Linked DNA regions of Sus scrofa: region 1 is linked to region 2. A link is a contact called in public Hi-C data. All regions are on one chromosome and are shown on one strand. The core of a region is the stretch at or near the end of the contact, and the rest is flanking DNA. Distances in the headings are between cores, read along the strand shown. Region 1 holds the start of SERINC5 (serine incorporator 5). Region 2 has its middle 43 kb from the start of TRNAE-UUC.

What was found. A called contact is a pair of places that touch in the nucleus more often than the background predicts.
Region 1: a Hi-C map of fetal skeletal muscle shows a contact between it and region 2, with 3 times the contacts expected there. The contact joins the promoter of SERINC5 here to the enhancer-like site in region 2. A contact is called at or near these places in 1 of 5 promoter capture datasets (fetal liver), 24 of 47 Hi-C or Micro-C datasets (adipocytes, blood, embryonic fibroblasts and 14 more) and 2 of 2 datasets of contacts at active chromatin or transcription factors (alveolar macrophages and skeletal muscle).

What each region holds. Positions count from the first base shown.
Region 1 is chr2:88,987,541-88,993,815 of Sscrofa11.1, reverse strand. SERINC5 (serine incorporator 5) reads left to right here and starts at 1,739. Exons shown (of 12, transcript XM_021084491.1): 1 at 1,739-1,842.
Region 2 is chr2:88,798,574-88,805,540 of Sscrofa11.1, reverse strand. No RefSeq gene overlaps it. Among named protein-coding and RNA genes, the nearest start is that of TRNAE-UUC, 43 kb to the right of the region's middle. Within about 2 kb of position 1,335, at least 2 of the 83 cell types and tissues checked have an H3K27ac peak or open chromatin away from gene starts, as enhancers often do. A contact at or near this core is called in fetal skeletal muscle, where this site is marked.

The DNA of each region.
Region 1 (6,275 bases), core at 490-2,989, 190 kb before region 2:
GCATGTAGAAATTCCCAGGTCTGGGGTCCAATTAGAGCTGCAGGTGTGGCCAAAGATACAGCCACAGCAATGCTGGATCTGAGCCACATCCACGGCTTGCAGCAATGCTGGATCCTTAAGTCACTGAGCAAGGACAGGGGTCAAACCCATATCCTCACAGAGACAACATTGGGACCTTAACCCACTGCACCAAAACAGGAACTCCTACCTGTTGTATTAATTTCTGGTTTATATCACTGCTTATCCTTGAATTGATATTTCCAAGCCACCCTGCCTCCAAGTTTTATCTTAATATATGTATGCTTTAAAGGTTTTTTTTTGTTTGTTTGTTTGTTTTTGTCTTTTTAGAGCCTCACCTGTGGCATATGGAGGTTCCCAGGCTAGGGGTCAAATTGGAGCTACAGCTATTAGCCACAGCCACAGCTACAGCAAAGCCAGATCTGAGCAGAATCTTTGACCTACACCACAGCTCATGGCAATGCTGGATCCTTAACCCACTGAACCAGGCTGGGGATCAAACCTGCAACCTCATGGATACTAGTCAGATGCGTTTCTGCTGAGCCACAACGGGTACTCCTGCTTGAAATTTTTTTTTTTTCAATTCTTATGTCTTTGCAATAAAAATGTTTATATAAGTTGAAATTTTCATTTTAATTTCTTGTGACTATAAGCCTCCAAGTCTTATAAGTTAACAATTATTAATGACACAAAATTGGAATGTTAGGAGTTCCTGTCATGGCTCGGTGATTAATGAATCCAACTAGGAAACATGAGGGTGCCGATTTGATCCCTGGCCTCATTCAGTGGGTTAAGGATCTGGCATTGCCGTGAGCTGTGGTATAGGTCGCAGACGAGACTCAGATCCTGCGTTGCTGTGGCTCTGGTATAGGCTGGTGGCTACAGCTCCGATTAGACTCCTAGCCTGGGAACCTCCATATGCTACGGGTGTAGCCCTACAAAAAAAGAAAAATGAAATATTATACTTTAAAAGTTATTTGATACAGATTTTTTTTTTAACCTTATAGTATAAATGACTGTGTCAGGGTGGCTCACATGAATCACTCTTCAACTTTAGAGTCAATGTCCTTTTTTATCCCACAGCAGATCTCCGGGGCGTCAGGGCATTGGTAAAACATCATTTCCTAAAAAAGTGCTCCTCTCTGGGCTCAGGGGTTTTCTCCTCAGTTGCTGAAATCTGTTCTTTAGATTTTGAGGCTGGCACTTTTTGTTTTGACCAGAAGGTGTCAGGCAAGACAACTCTGGCAAGACTGTCACTTGTTAAGGGGGAGGTAGGAAAGAATTCCATGAAGCTAGGACACAGGACAGATAGAAAGTAGGGATCTGGAAATAGACTCTAAACTATCTATACCTTGGGTACACCTTAAATAGCGGCTCCAGATTGAAAACTATGGCTTACAAGAACAGTTCCCAAACTCAGGACTGTTTCACACTCTTAAAAATTGTGGAGGACACCAAATAGTATGTTTATTTGGGTTATAGCTATTTGCTGTTTGACTAGTTAAAACAGAAGACTTTTCAGTATTTATATGATTAATTTTTAAAAATAATAAACCCATTGGAAACAAAATTTTTAATAAAGTAACTATATTGTATAAAACAACTACTGTTTTACATTTTAGAAGACCTTTTTAATGTTTGCTTAATAGAAAGGACAGCTAGATTCTCATATGTGCTTCTTCTTTTTTTTTCCCCCATTACCACAAATTATGCAGTTGAGTTTCCTACATTTGGGAAATCACAAGGGTCAGAACATCCAGAGAGCACTGAATAAGCCTCGCCCTGGGAAAACCACCTTTGTGATCATGGTATTGCTCCTGCCAGGTAAGTATTCACATCTGCTTCTGCTTTCAATATGTTGTGACATACTGTTTTGGCTGAAGGATATGAAGAAAATTTGAACTCAGATACTCATTTGGGGAATTCCCGTTGTGACTCAGCAGGTTACAAACCCAGCTAGTATCCATGAGGATGCAGGTTCAATCCCGGGCCAAGCTCAGTGGTGGACTGCGGTGTAGGCTGGCAGCTGCAGCTTTGATTCAGCCTCTAGCCTGGGAACGTCCATATGCCACAGGTTCGGCCCTAAAAAGCAAAAAAAGAAAGGTACATACTTGGAAAAGGGAGACCCTTCTAGCAGTCATAAAGGAGTCTCAGGGATGGCTAGGTGCCACATTTTAACTATCACTGACCGAGAAAAATATCTGTACTTGTGTCACAGAAAATATACCTTATATCTTATTTATGAGCATAAATTTTTGTAGTAGCATTGTTTTTACTAACCAAAAACTTGAAGTAAAACAATACCCAATAAGAGGAGAATAGGTTAAAAAATGTATATGGTTTATATTCATACAATGAAATGTGTATTAGTGAAACTAAATAAAAACAGCTAGATGTATTAAGATGGATGTATCTCCCAAAACAGAAATGACTAAGAGAAGTCTAAAATAATACATATAGGATGATGCTGTTTGTATATGGTTAAAAACAGGCAAAACTAAATTCGTTAAAGTTGCATGCAATGGTGGTAAAACTATGAAATGAGGGAAGGAATGTCAATATTTCCTGGGTGGAGAAAGGACGATGTAATTGGAGGTGGGCACAGGGAACTTTTATAGGACAAAGTTTTATTTCATCTGGATGGAGGTTATGTGAGTGACAGCTTTTTAATTACACTTTAAACTGTACATATATGTTTACATACTCATTATAGCTATTTTTAACTTTACAATTAAAAATAAAAAATACATCATTTGCAATAACAATAAAGAACATACTCGGAGTTCCCGTCGTGGCGCAGTGGTTAACGAATCCGACTAGGAACCATGAGGTTGCGGGTTCGGTCCCTGCCCTTGCTCAGTGGGTTAACGATCTGGGCGTTGCCGTGAGCTGTGGTGTAGGTTGCAGATGCGGCTCGGATCCCGCCTTGCTGTGGCTCTGGCGTAGGCTGGTGGCTACGGCTCCGATTGGACCCCTAGCCTGGGAACCTCCATGTGCCGCGGGTGCGACCCAAGAAATAGCAAAAAGACAAAAAAAAAAAAAAAAAAAAAAGAACATACTCAAGAATATATTTAACAAAAACCTGTGTGGAGAGAGTGATATACCTTTTTTTTTTTGTTTTGTTTTTTTCTAGGGCGGCTTCCCACGGCATATGGAGGTTCCCAGGCTAGGGGTCTAATCAGAGCTGTAGCCATCGGCCTACACCACAGCCACAGCAATGCGGGATCCGAGCCACATCTGTGACCTACACCACAGCTCACGGCAACACCAGATCCTTAACCCATTGAGCAAGGCCAGGGATCGAACCTGAAACCTCATGGTTCCTAGTCGGATTCATTAACCACTGCGCCAAGATGGGAACTCCAAGAGAATGATATACTTTTAATGAACGTTGATAAAAAGATTCAAACAAATGGAGAATTATATTCTGTGTCCTTGGATAGAAAGTGATTCCTGTAAAAATGTCAACTTTTGCAATCTGAAAATTCAGTGAAATTCCAATAAAAATTCCAATAGGCTTTTCATCAGACTTTACAAGGTGATTCTCAAATTTATGTGAAAGAGCAAAGGGCCAAGAACATTTAAGCTACTCCTGAAGAAGGTGCCAAACATCAAGACTCATTCGGAGTATAGAATTTAAAAGAGAATATATAGGAGTTCCCACTGTGGCATGGTGGGTTAAGGGTTTGGCATTGCCACAGCTGTGGTGTAGGTCACAGCTGTGGCTCAGATTTGATCCCTGGCCCAGGAACTTCCATACGCTGTGGGTGTGGCCAAAAAATAAAAAAAGTAGGAGTATATAGTGCAGGGATAGACAATGAAATGAATGGAATGTAGTGAAGAGCCCAGGAAACAGATCCATACAAATATAAAAAATTTGACTCATGACTTAGAGAGTATTGCAGACAAATGGGAAAATAATAGACTATTTACAAAGAACAAAATATCTGAAGAAGAAATAAAGAAAACATTCCCATTCACAGTAGCATCAAAAACATTTAAAAATAATTAGTGGGGGTTCCCGTCCTGGCACAGTGGTTAACGAATCCGACTAGGAACCATGAGGTTGCGGCTTTGATCCCTGCCCTTGCTCAGTGGGTTAATGATCCGGCGTTGCCACGAGCTGTGATGTGGGTCGCAGACGCGGCTCAGATCCTGCGTTGCTGTGGCCCTGGCATAGGCTGGTGGTTACAGCTCTGATTTGACCCCTAGCCTGGGAACCGCCCATATGCCGCGGGAGCGGCCCAAGAAAGGGCAAAAAGACAAATAAATAAATAAATAAAAAATAAAAATAAAAATAATTAGTAATAAACTTAACCAAGGAGGTGAAGGATCTGCACACTGAAAACTGCAAGACTTTGATGAAAGAAACTAAAGAAAACATAAATAAATAGAAAGATATCTCATATTTATTTATTGGAAGAATTAATATCATTAAAATGTCCATAATACTCCCAAACTATCTATAGATTTGATGCAACCTCTTTCAAAATTCCAGTGATATTTTTCACAGAGATAGAACAGTCTGAAATGTTTTATGGACCCCTAACAGACCTTGAATAACCAAAGCAATTTTGAGAACAATGCTGGAAGCATCACACTTCCTGATTTCAAACTGTATTACAAAACTTTAGTAATCAAAACAGTATTGTATTGGGGGAGGAGAGAGGGAGTGAGATGGACTGGGAATTTGGGGTTAGCAGATGGCAAACTATGACATGTAGAATGGATGAGCAGGGAGTTCCCATTGTGGCACAGCAGAAACAAAACTGACTAGGAACCATGAGGTTGCAGGTTCGATCCCTGGCCTTGCTCAGTGGGTTAAGGATCCAGCGTTGCTATGGCTGTGGTGTAGTCCAGCAGCTGTAGCTCCAATTAGAACCCTAGCCTGGGAACCTCCATATGCCGTGGGTGTGGCCCTAAAAAGACAAAAAGAGAAAAAAAGAAGAAGAAGAAAGAATGGATAAGCAATGAAGTCCAACTGTATAGCACAAGGAACTATATCCAGTCTCTTGGAATAGACCATGATGGAAGATAATATGAGAAAAGGAGTATATATATAACTGGGTCACTTTGCTGTACAACAGAAATTAACACAACATTGCAAATCAATTATACTTAAAAAAAATATGGTATTGGCACAGAGATCAATAGAACAGAATAGAGAGCCCAGAAATAAACCCATACATTTATGGGCAACTAATAATTGACAGGGGAGCCAAGAATACTCCACAGGGAGAGGATAGTCTCTTCAATGAATGAGAAACCTGGATAATCATATGCAGAAGAGTAAGATTGGGCTTTTATCATATACCACTCAAAAAATAACTCATAGTGGAGTTCCTTGTGGCATAGCAGGCTAAGGGATCTGGCATTGTCACTGTAGCAGCTTGTGTCACTGCTGTGGCACAGGTTCAATCCCTTGCCCAGGAACTTTCATATACCGTGGGTACAGCCTCCCCTCCCCCAAATCACCTCACATCTAATAGTTAGAATGACTTTTATCAAAAAGAGAGAGATAACAAGCATTGGTGAGAATCTGGAGGGAACTGTTGTGCACTCTTGGCGGGAATGTAAATTGGTACAACTGCTATGGTAAACAGTTTGGAGGTTCTCCCCCAAAAAATTAAAAACGGAACTACCATATGATCTAGCAGTTCTACTTCTGGGCGTATAACCAAAGGAAGTGAAATCAGGATGTCGAAGAGATATCCATACTCCCACATTCATTGCAGCATTTATTCTCAATAGCCAAGACATGGAAACAATCTAAATATCTATCTACAGATGAATAGATAAAAAAGATATGGAATATATATATGCAATGGAATGTTATTCCACCATGAAAACAAAGGAAGTCCTTCATTTGCAACGCTGGTGGACCTTGAAGTCCTTATGGTAAGTGAAATATCAGACAGAGAAAGACAAATACTGTGTGATCTCACTTATATATATGGAAGCTAAAAACTGAATTCATAGAAACAGAGTAGAATGGTGGTTGCCAGGGCCTGGAAAGGGGTGGGAGAAATGGGTAGTTATTGATCAAAGGGTGCTAACTTCCAGTTATAAAATGAATAAGTTCTGGGGATATAATATACAGCATGGTGAATGAACAGTACGATATTATATACTTGAAAGATGCTTAAGAGAGTAGGTCTTGGAGTTCCCGTGGTAGGAACTGGTGGCATCTCTGACACAGGTTCAATCCCTGGCCTGGCACGGTGGGTTAAGAATCCAGCATTACTGTAGCTGCAGCT
Region 2 (6,967 bases), core at 86-2,585:
GGTAAATTTTGCTGTAAACATCTTTCCACATATGGCTTTTGTTTCCACCTAAATCATTGTCTGGAATAGATTCTGGGAGTGGAATTGTCAAGTCAAAACTTGTGAGCCTTTTCATCACTCCTTCCTCTGTGTGTTGCCAAATTTCTTTCCAAAGGTAGTGGATACAGTCTAATGTCAGCAGCAGCAAATGAGTACAACCCACAAGCACACAGTTTTCAAGTCTGTGTTTATTGTTGCTTCTTTTAAATGAACATAATAGAAGTCATTATTGTTTATATTTCATTATTGTTTAAATTTGTCTGTCTTCGGTTACCAGGGAGGTTGAAATTCTTTCCTATGGAGCTGGGCAAATTTCGCCTCGGGAAACATGAGAAAGCCCAGTGGATATAGAAAAACTCCTCAAATGATCTTCAAATGGAAGCAAAGGCAAAATATTCTATGCTTGTGTGTTGGCAGGGGTTCCTAATCTCTGTGTCATGAACTGGGCCAGGTTGACACCCTGAAATTACATGCAAAATGTGTCCGTATGCACAGCAGCAAAGCAGGGAGGGTCCTTGGCTTGCATCATAGTCTCACAAGAATCTGGACCTTAAGGCTCACTCTGGGGTGGGACTTGCTTGATTTGAAATCTCATTCTGCCAATTGCCAGCTCTATGATCTTGGGCAAGCTCTTAACTTCTCTGTGCTGTGAAGTGCAAATGATAACAATAGCAGCTATTTTATAGGATTGTTGTTGTGATTAAATGAGTTCACACAGGGAACGCAGTTTTATTAAAAAAAATTTTTTTTGCCTTTTCTAGGGCTGATCCCATGGTATATGGAGGCTCCCAGCTAGGGGTCTAATTGGAGCTGTAGACACTGGCCTACGCCAGAGCCACAGCAATGCAGGATCCAAGCCATGTCTGCAACCTACACCACAGCTCACAGCAACACCAGATCCTTAACCCACTGAGCGAGGCCAGGGATCAAACCCGCAACCTCAAGGTTCCTAGTCAGACTCATTAACCACTGAGCCACAACAGGAGCTCCGTAAGTAATGCATTTTTAGTAGTGTCTGGCGTCTGGTAAATGTTTAATAAATGTCTATTATTTAGAGCTATTATAATTAGAGCCTTCCCACAATACAATAGGCTACCTTGTGCAGCTTCTCAGGTCGAAAGTTTGTAGGTAGTGAGTTCCCTGTCACACGAGGTCTTTATGGAATGGATGACAACTGTCAGGGAGGCTCTTGAAACGATCCCTGAATGGGGAGGCACTCTAAGTTTCTGTGAATTAAATTTTCCCTCTGGGAGGGTGGCAGGGGTGAGACCAGCAGGCCTCCAGCTGGAGCGACAGCTGCGCTTGCTAAAATGGAAATACACTTATGAACGAGCAGGCTGTTTCAAGAACTGCTCCTGGCACACGCTTCTGAAGACGCCAAAGAGTCATTTGGAACAACCGAGTTGCTGCACCCTGAAGTGGGAATCATCCTTGGTGCCTGGGAACCCGGTAGAGTAGGGGGTTGTGGGTGGGGTGTTGGGGAGCAGAAGCTGACTGCTTCCAGTTGCTTCTCTGATGAACAGCACTTGATGCGCATTCACCAGTGTCTGTGACTGGGATGCAATGGTGGATGTGGGGCGGGGGTGAAGTTAAAACATGAATAGGACCCAGGACCACAATTCCCGAATGGTTCTAGTTTTCTTTTAATTTACTTTTATTATTATTTTGTTTATTTATTTATTTATTTATTTTATTTTTGTCTTTTTGCCTTTTCTAGGGCAACTCCCACAGCATATGGAGGTTCCCAGGCTAGGGGTCTAATCGGAGCCGTAGCCACCGGCCTACACTAGAGCCACAGCAACGCAGGATCCGAGCTGTGTCTGCGACCTACACTACAGCTCATGACAACGCTGGATCCTTAACCCACTGAGCAAGGCCAGGGATCAAACCCGCAACCTCATGGTTCCTAGTGGGATTCGTTAACCACTGCGCCACGACAGGAACTCCTCTTTTAATTTTAAATTCATTTTTTTAGCTGCACCTGCAATATATGGAAGTTCCCCAGCCAGGGATCAAACCTGAGGCACAGCTGCAACCTGTGCTGCAGGTGCGGCAATGCCAGATCCTTTAACCCTCTTCACTGGGCAGGAAATTCAACCTGCACCTCCACAGTGACCCCGGCCACTGCAGTTGGATGCTTAACCCACTGGGCCATGGCGGGAACTCCTCATTGTTCTAGTTTTTATTTTATTCACTAGACCTCTGCACTATTCTTGGAGGGCAGGTGAAGCCTGGCTAAGAGGTGGAGGCATGAGGATGGCTCGGGGATGCCTGGTCCAGAGGGACCTGGACATTGCTGTCTATGAGCACAGGGTATCCACTTAAGCAAGCTGCAGATTCCTTAGCTCTGGATCAAGTGACATCTGAGTGATCCAGGACAGAGGGAGCTTTGCTTCTGGTTGGTTTATCCAGAAGCAGACGTGGAGTTGCAGATTGGAGTACATGTTTATGTGGATGGAAGCCCAGGTAGGGGAGCAGAGGGTGAGGCAGGGAGAGGAAGGCAATTACCACCGAGGCCATGGCACCTTATCCTGCCAGGGGTTTGGGGTGGGGGGACAGAGAACACATCCCTCAGGGGCATCCCCTGCAAGGTGGGGGGCTGCTTGGAGCCTGTTCTGGGCGGGGGGGGGGCAGGTGGCGGTGGTGGTGGTCTTAGTTTCCCTGCCCTCCAAGCCCACGGCATGGGTAGAGAAAGTGGTCTCAGACTAGAGAAGGCTCTGAAATGAAGAGCCGTGGGTGCTGGCAGTTTGACGTCGGTGTATCATGAGGGCCAATGGAGATGGACCCCGAATGCACCTGCCACGGTGTTTGCAGTAGGAAGGTACGTTCCCCTGATGGAACCAAGGCCAAGCGTGTTTTGGGAAGCAAGGTGGATCCCACTGAGTGCTTTCTCAGCCGTTGACCCAGGGTCAACACAGAGGTTGGGGTGCTGACCCTCCTGCATGGTAGAAAATCCAGTATAACCTCACAACTGGCCCTGCTTGTGTGATTCTTCATCTGGGGATTCCGCCAACCGCAGAGCATGTTGTACTGTGGCACATATTTATTGTGGTATGTGTATAAGTGGACCTGCACAGTTTAAGCCTGTCTTTTTCCAAGGTCAAGATCAAGCTGTATAAACTTGCTGCTTTTTTGTGCTTCATGAAGGCAGCCAGCCAAGGAGGCACAGGTGGAGCTGAAGTCCAGCCTGGGTTCTGCTCAGAACACACTGTATGGGTCAGAGATACCCCGTGAGCCTCAGGTTCAAAGCCCCAGGGGGGATGAAGGCATGAAGGAAGGTGCGGGTGCGAGGAAGGCATGGAGAAGCCAAGCTGGGGCATTTGAGGTCCCAGGACGAGCTGCCTTTCACTGCTGGGTCTTCTCCATCAAAACAGGAGGGGTGGATGGCCTTCCCGGAGACCCCTGGAATTCTGTCATGTACATCCCATCAGCACTTTCTTTTTTTTCCTCTGCCTTTGTTTTTTAGGGCCCTACCTCAGCACATGAAAGTTGCTAGGCTAGGGGTCGAATTGGAGCTGCAGGTACCGGCCTGCACCACAGCCACAGCAATGTGCCTCTGGCTCTAAAGGAAATTTGTGGTTTTTTACCTCTGGGTTCCTCTTTCTCATTCCTTCCTCACACATGATGCAAAAATAGAATTACATTGAGTCTTTGCACTTTGCCCTCTCCATGGCCTCACTCAGCTACTGGGGAGAAGTGCCTGACGTTTCGGGGTGCCCAAGACCACCCCTCATTCAAGGACTTGCTAGGAGGAACATAGGCCTCCGCAGACAGCTGAATGCATAGTGAAGATTAATTTGGCAAAGGATAAGAGCAGATTCAGCAAAGGAAAAAGGTGCGTGGGGCAAAATCTCGAAGACGCTAGGTGCAAGCTTCTAGGATTCCACTCCCAGAGAAGTCACACAGGATGTGTTTAATGCCCCCCCCGCCACCCCAGCCTCTGGGCAAGGAGTTGCCACAACAGATGGGAAATACCCACCAGGGAGGCTCATTAGATTCAATACCCAGGTTTTCCCTGGGGGCTGGGCATGGGAGTGCGCTCTGCCTAGTGTGTCCCGAACTTACAGATGCCTGGGGGAAAGCAGGTATTCAGCGCAGCCACACTGTACAGTATGGGCCACACTCACCTGTTCGGGGAATGGAGGTGGCCCTTCCCCAAACCCAAGCTCTCAGGTACTAGCCAATGGCTAACTTGGCAAGCTGCATCCCCCACCCCCCTACCCTGCCAGGAATGACTTGATGTTATAAGACACTTAAAAATATAATTGATTGTAGAAACAAAGTAAAGCAGAATAACCCAATAGTCTTTGTAGTGGATGCAGAAAAAAAATTTTTTTTTCTTTCTTTCTTTTTTTTTTTTTTCTTTTTAGGGCTGCACCCATGGTATATGGAGGTTCCTAGGCTAGGGGTCGAATCGGAGCAACAGCCCCTGGGCTATGCCACAGCCACAGCAACACCAGATCCGAGCTATGTCTGTGACTTCCACCACTGCTCATGGCAACTCCGGATCCTTAACCCACTGGGTGAGGCCAGGGATCGAACCCGCAACCTCATGGTTCCTAGTTAGATTTGTTTCTGCTGTGCTATGATGGGAACTCCCAGAAAAAACATTTTTATCATTCAGCCTCTGTTCATGATCAAAACTGCAAGCAGGCTTTTGGGATAGCCATCTCAGGCCTGCTCTGTTATTTTGTTTCTGCACAATTGGTGCATGTTTTCTGTAACTATATAATAATTTCAGGTGGTGGAACCAGTGACCCCAGATTTGAATTTCGCCTCTGCCGTTTATGAAGGGGAGGTCCTTTGGCAAGTCCCTTTACCATTCTGTGCCTTGGTTTCTTCAGTTACAGAAAGGAATCTTCCCTCTCTTCCTCCCCCTCTCCTCCCCCACCCCCAGTGCTCCCCACCCCCCAAGTCATTGTCAGGATGAAAGGTAATGTGTACAATGTGTCCGGAATGCTCTCTAGGTCAAGTTAGTGCTAGTGATGATATTAGTGTATAACTATTAATGATAGGAATTACTTTCATGAATCTTTTTCCTCCCTGTCTTGGTTGGTGTGTGAAATTTTGGTCTGATGACTGAGCCGAGGGCAGTGGGATGGAGCTGAATTAAGGCCAAGTAAGAGTCGCGGGTCTTTGTTCTGGGGCAAAAGTGGAGTCCCCCACCCGCACCCCTCCCCTGCTCTTTATCTTCAGGGTAGCAGTGGACCCCCTGGCCCACCGGCTCTGGCTGAGGTTGGGTAATCAGGAAGGGAGGGGCGGTTGGGGGCGGCCCCCCATTTCCTTGGCTTCTGCGTGGGGTTGTGCAGGGTGGCTGTGCCCCTCAAGGTCCTGTGGGTTGGCACTCCCTGCACCCCACCCTCTCCAGAAATGGTGACGGCTCTTTTCACTGGCTCTGTCAAGGCTGGTGGGGAGAAGTGGGAACAGCTCCCGTCTCCTGCTTGGAGGGCAGAGGTGGTGGGAAACGTTGGAAGGGATCCTGGCTTCTCTCAGTTTCCTGAAACTGCCTCCACCTTCAGAAATAGCCCCTTTGTGAAGCTCTTCTCAGTTATGAAGTGGAGGGCCTTCTGTTTCTTGCAGTGCCTGGCTGGGACAAGGGATCAGGGCACCTGCCTTAGAATCCAGGCACTGCCATTCTGTAGCTGTGGGGCTGGGGACAAGCTACCTAACAGGCTGTCAGCCGAAGGGCTGGAGTACCACCCTTCTCTGTATTCCCAGCAGGCCTCGCAGAGAGCCCTGGACGTGGCAAGTTGAGGGGGTCAGACTCAGTTCACCGGCAGGGGCCAGGCAGGAGCCTAATGCATGAAGGTGGTTGAAGGGGGCTTGGTGTACGTGGAGGACACAGCCTGGGCTGAGGGTCCTGTGCAGGAAAGCCCGTCGTGTGGCCAGTGTCTGATTTCTTGAGGGCACCTGGAAATCCAGATTTGTACGTGAACTCTTCCAAGTTGTAAAGTGTGTGCTCAGGTTAACAAAACCAACAAAACCAAACAACAGTGAAAGCACTGTGTAGGCCAAAGAGTTTATGACTCAATCAACTTATGTCAAGCCTCTTGTCCCGGCCTGGGAAGCTGCCCTCTGCTCCCTGCAAAATCATTTTTCCTCGTGGGACATGTAGGACAAGGCTCTTTAGACCCAGCTAAAAACTCTCAGGATTAAGTAAGTAGGTTTTATAAATAGACAAATGCTTTATAAATAGAGTCCAAGGGTAAGGGAATCTAGAGACTGGCTTTACAATTCATCTGACTCTAAAATAAATTATACTTTAGCAATTATGATCAGTATTAGAATGAAAATGGCTTTCACTCATACAGAGGGCTGGACTGAGGGCTTTTTTGTAGCCCTCACAGTGCCTAGCACAGTGCCTGGCCCATGGTAATTGCTTATTGGGTGTCTGATGAATGACTGAGTGAGTGAATGAATGAATGTGTGAATGGATGAATGGCTCTTTCTTGGCTCACAGAGAAGACTGTTGTGAGGATTTAGGCTGAGGGACATGGAAAAAGTCTACTCTAGGTAAGTCCTGAAAGAAACAAAAGAAAGTGAGGCCTCAGGGTTCATTCAGAGCCTAATTTGCAATAGTTCAAGTATAGGTTGTTTCATGTAGGGTGCTTATTTTTTGTTGAGTTGTATGATTTGGTAACTGAGAGTTCTTTAGCACTGAACTACTAGCAGTTAGCATAGTGCTAGGAGTAGAGCAAGATTTTAGTAAGTTGAATATTAGGATTTTCTTTGAACATTAGGATTGTCTTTTAGCTAAAAAAGAAAAAAAAGCACTTATGGAGTTCCCTGGTGGCTCAACAGGTTAAGGATCCGATCCAGTGTTGTCCCTGCTGTGGTGTGAGTTCAATCTCTGGCCCCGGAGCCAAAATAAAAAGAAAAACAAAAATCAAAAACAAAAACTGGAGTTCCTATCGTGGCACAGTGGTTA